2 separate regions of the Mus musculus genome follow, and region 2 is linked to region 1. The links are chromatin contacts, called in public ChIA-PET maps. All regions are on one chromosome and are shown on one strand. The core of a region is the stretch at or near the end of the contact, and the rest is flanking DNA. Distances in the headings are between cores, read along the strand shown.

Evidence for each region. ChIA-PET counts read pairs in DNA pulled down with a chosen protein or histone mark.
Region 2: a contact with region 1 is called in an RNA polymerase II ChIA-PET map of memory CD8 T cells, with 88 read pairs. The contact joins the enhancer-like site here to the promoter of H3f3b in region 1. A contact is called at or near these places in 1 of 39 promoter capture datasets (stem cell-derived epiblast-like cells), 1 of 484 Hi-C or Micro-C datasets (embryonic stem cells), 2 of 115 datasets of contacts at active chromatin or transcription factors (memory CD8 T cells and pancreatic cancer cells) and 2 of 9 other capture datasets (liver and pancreatic islet).

Annotation. Positions count from the first base shown.
Region 1 is chr11:116,023,254-116,026,852 of GRCm38.p6, reverse strand. H3f3b (H3.3 histone B) reads left to right here and starts at 2,349. Exons shown (of 4, transcript NM_008211.3): 1 at 2,349-2,474; 2 at 2,834-2,971; 3 at 3,075-3,228; 4 at 3,318-3,599. The coding sequence starts at 2,844. The coding sequence ends at 3,446.
Region 2 is chr11:115,745,641-115,749,323 of GRCm38.p6, reverse strand. No RefSeq gene overlaps it. Among named protein-coding and RNA genes, the nearest start is that of Tmem94, 18 kb to the left of the region's middle. Within about 2 kb of position 1,798, at least 57 of the 459 cell types and tissues checked have an H3K27ac peak or open chromatin away from gene starts, as enhancers often do. A contact at or near this core is called in memory CD8 T cells and pancreatic cancer cells, where this site is marked.

The DNA of each region.
Region 1 (3,599 bases), core at 1,100-3,599:
CAGAGCCAAGTGTGGGAGATCTCACAATCTCATCCTTTGGAAGAATGAGGCAGGAGGATAGTCACAAGATCAAGATATACTGGAATACATAGTGATTTTCAGGGTAGCCTGGGCTACAGAGTGAGACCCCTGTCTCAAAGGGAAAGGAGTAGGCACATGTCCTCACTGACACATCTGAAATCCCAGCACTCTGGAGGCACCAAGGCAGGAAGATGGGGACTTGCAGGCAGTAGGTCTCACTTTTCTGGGCTTTGACTGGTAACACTTAGACTTGCTTTGTTGTCTTATATTTGAATATTTCATTATACTGATAATTCATTAAACAAGATAAAGACTGGGATTTTACAGGGTTTCTCTATGTAACCCTGGATGTCCTGGAACTTGTTCTGTAGACTAAGCTGGCCTCAAACTCAAACTTGCAACCGCAATCCCTGTCCCCAAAAGTGGTATTTTTATAATGCTGGAGACATAGCTCAGCAATTAAGAGCACTTGTTGCTTTAGCAGAGGACCTGGATTCAATTTTCAGCATCCACATGGTGGCTCACAACCAACCGTAAATCCAGTACCCTATTCTAACTCCCACGGGCACCAACCAGGCAAAACATTCAGACATCTTTCTAAAATCTGTCAGGTTTTTGACATAAGTAATAATTACCAAATATTACACAAGGACACCCATTTTTTATATTATCTTCTCCTTATGGACATGACACCCTCTTGAGGTTGTTACTCTTCCGGTGTATTTATTTCATGCAGTCGAATTAAATAGTTCAAGAAATATACAAGCAGGTAATTACTACTTCTTTGGTTGGTTTTTTTTTTTTTTTTTTTTTTTTTAAAGATTTATTTATTTATTATATGTAAGTACACTGTAGCTGTCTTCAGACACTCCAGAAGAGGGAGTCAGATCTCGTTAGGATGGTTTTGAGCCACCATGTGGTTGCTGGGATTTGAACTCCAGACCTTTGGAAGAGCCGTCGGGTGCTCTTACCCACTGAGCCATCTCACCAGCCCCCTTTGGTTGGTTTTTAAGACAGAGACTCACTAAGTAGCTCTGGCTATTCTGTAATTTCTATGTAGACCAGGTTGGCCTCAAAGCCACCTGCCTCTGTCTCCAGGTTGCTGGGATTAAAGAAATGTGTGTGCCAGCATGCCTGACAACTTCTTATTAACTCTAAGTACATTGAAATAAAATATTTTGTGATGGCCTGAATTAAACATGCAAAAATAGGTATTTGTTGTTTTGTTTTGAGACACGGTCTCCCTGGGTAGCTTTTGCTGGTGTGGTCCTGCCTTTAAACTCACATGGCTTTGCCTGCCTCCAGAGCGCTAGGATGCAAGGAACAGTCCCCTTTTGTTGTTTTTTGTTTTCTTGAAACTGTTTTATATATCCTAGACTGGCCTTGACTTAAGTAGCTGTGAATGACCTTGAATTTTGGATCCTGATTCCATCTCTGATATTACCTTCATGCACCTGGAGCTTGGTTTATGTAGTCCTGGAGAAAAAACAAACAAACCAGGATTTATAAAAGACAAGATCTCTGTAGGTAGGTCTGCTTGGCCTGGAACCCCCCACCCCCTGTGGATCAGGCTGGCCTCATGTTCACAGAAATCTGCTTGCCTTTGAGCTTCCTAAAAGCTGAGATTAAAGGCCTGCAGCACCACCCAACTCGGAAATAATTTTTTTGAATTTTGATTCTTTGTGTCTATTACCCTTCCCCATCAAACAATTGCTTTATGCTTTAGAATGTGTATGCATTTACAGTGCACAAAACACTATATGCTGTAAGATGACTGACTGGATTACATTTCTCATACTATATTAAACGATGAAAATTACAGAAAGTAAATTATTCAGGGAATAATTTCATCCTACATTAAAATAATAGTAATAATTACTATTATTATATTTACGCAAAATCTCTCTAAAATGGTCTCTTGATGCAAAAAAGTCGTAGACTCTTGCCGACCCAACTTTCTTAAATTCCAGGAGACTAGTGCAATTCATTTGCATTGACTTTCTATTGTAGAGCTTTGGAACCAAGAGAAGGATCCAAACATAGCTCCATTTTATCCAATCAGAAGAGCTCCCTAGTGCTAAACTCTGATTCGTCTGTTCCTCTTTGCATCCAGCCAATCCTGAAGCAATTGTAACAGCCAATCAGTGGCCTGAACACCGGCCAATCAGGAAACGGCCCCGAAGTACGGCCTTTGTGTCGGGAGATGTCAGCGCGTCGGCGAAAGCTCCCGCCAATCGAAAAAGTCGTTGGTGTATGCAAATCAGGGTTCTGTGACGCACTGACGCAGCGTGCAGCGTCTCTATAAATATGGAGGCGTCGGGGGGCTTGGAGCGCAGAGCGGTTTGGTCGTTCGTTGGTGGAGTATCTGCCCGTTCTGCTCGCCGATTGCGGCTCTTGTTCGAGCGCTTCCAGCGTCGCCTCGGTCTCAGCAAGGGCCCCAGACTCGGCTTTGGGTGAGTTCGCGGCTCTGCCGGCGGCCGGAGCCTCCCTGGCTTTTAGGACCGCGGTCGCTGGCAGCCGACGGTCTGGTCGGTGAGGCAGCCCGGGAGGTCGAGTTCGGTCGCGTTCCGCCACCTCCGTCCTGTCTGCTTCCCGGTGGTGACTCACAGGTCCCGCCGCGGTGTTTCCGGCCGCCCGTGGAGCGGGAAGTTGCTCCTCCCCGCGCTCCCCCTCCCGGGGGAGGCCGCAGCCCGGCGCAGCCTGAGTCATTAGGGGAGGGGGAGGAGGCGGCGGCCGCCATCTGCTGCGGCGAGGAGGGGCGCCTGGCAGCCGGAGCCCGGTGACCTGGCCTTGAACGTCGCTTGTCTCGCAGGTGAAAAAAAATGGCCCGAACCAAGCAGACCGCTAGGAAGTCCACCGGTGGGAAAGCCCCCCGCAAACAGCTGGCCACCAAGGCGGCTCGGAAAAGCGCGCCCTCTACCGGCGGGGTGAAGAAGCCTCACCGCTACAGGTAGGCAGAGGGCTGGGAACAATGACTTGGCCGCCGGCTTGCGGGCGGGCGCTCTCTCCCTTCTCCCTGACCGTTGACGCCTTCCTTCTTCTGGTGACTGCAGGCCAGGGACCGTGGCTCTGAGAGAGATCCGTCGTTACCAGAAATCGACTGAGCTGCTCATCCGGAAGCTGCCATTCCAGAGATTGGTGAGGGAGATCGCCCAGGATTTCAAAACCGACTTGAGGTTTCAAAGTGCAGCCATCGGTGCCCTTCAGGTAAAGGGACAAAAGGCTTGGTGGCACTCGGGGCGGCGGCTTGATTGCTCCAGTAGGAGTGTTAATGCTGTTGCTCTTGTCCTCAACAGGAGGCTAGCGAAGCATACCTGGTGGGGTTGTTTGAAGATACCAATCTGTGTGCCATCCACGCCAAGAGAGTCACCATCATGCCCAAAGACATCCAGTTGGCTCGCCGGATACGGGGGGAGAGAGCTTAAGTTGAAGCGGTTTTTATGGCATTTTGTAGTAAATTCTGTAAAATACTTTGGTTTAATTTGTGACTTTTTTTGTAAGAAATTGTTTATAATATGTTGCATTTGTACTTAAGTCATTCCATCTTTCACTCAGGATGAATGGGAAGAGTGACTGAC
Region 2 (3,683 bases), core at 549-3,048, 280 kb after region 1:
ACAACAACAATAAATCTACTTAAAGAAGTTTACATAAATCTGATCAACAAGGGCTGAGGTGTGGCTGAGGAGTTAAACCCCAGGTTCCATCCCTAGCACAAAAAAAAAAAATCCCTGTCTAATGATGGGATCTTTTGTTGTCCCACCTGACAGTCAATCAGTCAGTACACATGCATTTAGTGTCCCTTAGAAGTGACAGCAAGGGTTGGTGAGATGGCTCAGCAGGTAAGAGCACCCGACTGCTCTTCCAAAGGTCCAGAGTTCAAATCACAGCAACCACATGGTGGCTCACAACCATCCGTAACGAGATCTGACTCCCTCTTCTGGAATGTCAGAAGACAGCTACAGTGTACTTACATATAATAAATAATAAATAAATCTTTTAAAAAAAAAAAAGAAAAAAAAAAAGAAGTGACAGCAAGCCGGGCGTGGTGGCGCACGCCTTTAATCCCAGCACTCGGGAGGCAGAGGCAGGCGGATTTTTGAGTTCGAGGCCAGCCTAGTCTATAGAGTGAGCTCCAGGACAGCCAGGGCTTCACAGAGAAACCCTGTCTCAAAAAACCAAAAAAAGAAAAAAAGAAAAAGAAAGAAAGAAAGAAAGAAAGAAAGAAAGAAAGAAAGAAAGAAAGAAAGAAAGAAAGAAAATGGGTTACAAAGAAGTAAGAGCAACATTGGGAAGAAGAGTGCTGAGCGGTAGGACGAGTGGACCCCATGCTAAGGTGGCAGCCACTCGGGTGCTAGGATATAGGTGCATTCAAAAAAACTACTGGGTGAAACCTACTGGCTGATTTGAAATAAGTCTTAGATAGGAAAATAGTGGAATAGCTCTCTTAAGCTCTAGACCTCAGACAGGCAGTGGTGCACACCCTTAATCCCAACACTTGGGAGGCAGAAACAAGCAGATCACCGTTAGAGGCCTGCCTGGTCAACATAGTGAGTTCCAGGCCAGCCAGGGCTATGTGGTGAGACCCTGTCTCTAAAAAAGGACAGGTTGGAGAGATGGCACCCAGTGTGAATCTCTGGGCTGAGATGTGCTAACCACACAAGCATGTTGACCCAGGTTCAAATCTCAGAACCCAGGGAAAAAACTGCATGCTGTGGTACACAAGCTTAGCCCCCTACAGAGATAGGAGATGAAGGCAGGAAAACTGCCCAGAGGCTGTGAACCAGCTGTCCCGGAATTCACAGCGCAACAGAAACAAGAGAAATCTAACCTCTACAAGATGGAGAAGAAACCGATCTCCCTCGCCCCCATTTTTGTGCCATGGAACCTGTGAAAGAAAGGAGAAGAAGAGAGGGAAGAGGGAGAGAAGGCAGGAGGGAGAGAAAAAGGGAAGGGAAGGGGAGGGGGAAAGTGGAAGGAGAAGAAAAGAAAGAAAAGAAAAGCAGGAATGAACAGGGCACCTCAGGGGTGGGACACACACCTGTGATCTATCTACACACTGGGAAGGCTGAGGCAGGAGGATTTTAAGTTTGAGAGTTTGAGGCCAGCTTGGGCTAAATGGTAAGAGCCTGTCTCAGAAAACGGGGAGCAGTGCATCTGGTGGAGAATACCCTTGTTCTTAAAGACCTCACCACATGGAGGTAAGAAGTGAGTCAGAAAACACGAGTGATTCAGGCCTGATTCAGGGACTCTAACAAGGATCTACACGCTGAGCCACCTGCAAGCTGAAACAAGCCCCTCCCCCCGCCCCCGCCCGCACCCCCCGCACCCCCCCCCCCCCCGGAGGAGCATCCTTCGTCACTGCGCCATCTTTTCCACCTAGTCATTTGCTTAAACGTGACAGGCAGAAGGGGGTTGGTTTAAGATCTTTGTGCTGAGAGACCGCGGGAATGGCTCCTTGTTTGCAATTTCAGGGGTCCTGAACGGGGCTTCTGGCATCCACATCCGGTGGCTCCCAACCACCTATAACTTCAACCCCCGGGGACCCAACACCCTCTTCAAGGGCACTGGGACACACACAGACACACAATCATAAATAAAAACAAATCTTCGTTTATGTTAAAGATCCTCATGCTGAAATGCTTTGAATTCAGCTGAGTTAAAACAACGAGATCCCTGGCCAGAAACAGCAGGGTGAGGATCCAAGCGCCCCAGTGGCTGATACCTGTTGTCACAGTCAAAGTTTCAGACACTTTCTGGCTCTTTAAAAAGATGACTGGAGTGGTCAAAGGACAAGCTGGGAGAAGAAAGCAAATGTAAGGAGCTGCTTTGGAGGAGGAAAAGGTTTTATTTTCCTAACAAACAAAAAACATTGAACTGGAAAGAACGCAGAGTCCATTTCCCATCTCTTCAGATACAGGAAAGAATAAAACAGAACAATGCCGAGGCCAGGGTGAAAACGGGTGACTCAGCAAGGGCAGTGTGCAGGGTGAGAATCTCTGTGCTGCACAAGCCCACATCAGATAACAAAACGCACGCGGTGATCAAGTCTTTGTTATGACTATCATTCCTTACGGTATACAACTCAGGAAAGAATTTCAAAGCTCTGTGTGAACATGTGGGTGCCGGGTGTATTTGATCAGCACAGTGAGTAAGTAGATAAAATCCCAAGGGGCTGATGAGATGGCTCAGTGGGTTAAAGTGCTTGCCACCAAGTCAGGGAGTTTGAGTCCCTGGACCACACGGTAGGAGAGAGCCAACATTTACAACTTGTCTTCCACATGTGCATTGTGGCATATACAAAAGTGTGCTCAACCATACACATAATAAAAAGTGAGGAAACCAGGCAGGTGGCGCACGCCTTTAGTCCCAGCACTTGGGAGGCAGAGGCAGGTGGATTTCTGAGTTCGAGGCCAGCCTGATCTGCAGAGTGAGTTCCAGGACAGCCAGGGCTACACAGAGAAACCCTGTCTCGAAAAACAAACAAACAAACAAAAAAGAAAGAGTGGGTCCTCTAAAACAGAGTTGGTCCTCTAACTTGGTGGATGTGTTCATTGGAAGAGGTAGCCAGCTTCCTCCCAGTTCAGTGCAACACTGAGTCATCTATAAAGGGAGACATGCTAGTCACAACAGGATGGAGGACATCAAAGGAACAATGAAACATCCTGCCACAGTGTGCTCCTTGTCAGTGAAATATCTGGTCCATGCAGGGTGACAGCTATAGTTTCTGCCACTAAAACCATTATCTGGGGACAGAGGTAGATGGCAAGACAGGGACTCATGAGAGGAGGGAGCCTCAATTGAGAAAATGCCTCCATTAGACTGGGCTGTGTGGGTAGGCCTTGTAGGACATTTGCTTAATTAGCCATTGATGGAGGAGGGCCCAGACCATGATGGGTGGAGCCATCCTTGGGCTGGTGGTCCTGGGTTGTATAAGAAAGCAGGCTGAGCAAGCCATGGGGAGCAAGCCTGGAAGCAGCATCCCTCCACTGCTTCTGCATCAGCTCCTACCTCTAGGTTTCTGCCCTGTGTGAGTCCTGGCCTGACTTCCTTCAGAGATGAACAGTGATGTGGAAGCACAAGTTAAACAAACTCTTTTCTCCCCAAGTTGCTTTTGGTCATGGTGTTTCATTAAAGCTGTCACCTCTCTTATTGAATAAATCTACTCTCGTGGGCATTTATAAGTGTTTATTTTGAAGACAGGGTCTTACTCTATAGCCTAGGCTAGCCTAGAATGCGCTATATAGCTGTCTTTGTTAGGGTTTTACTGCTGTGAGCAGACACTATGACCAAGGCAAGT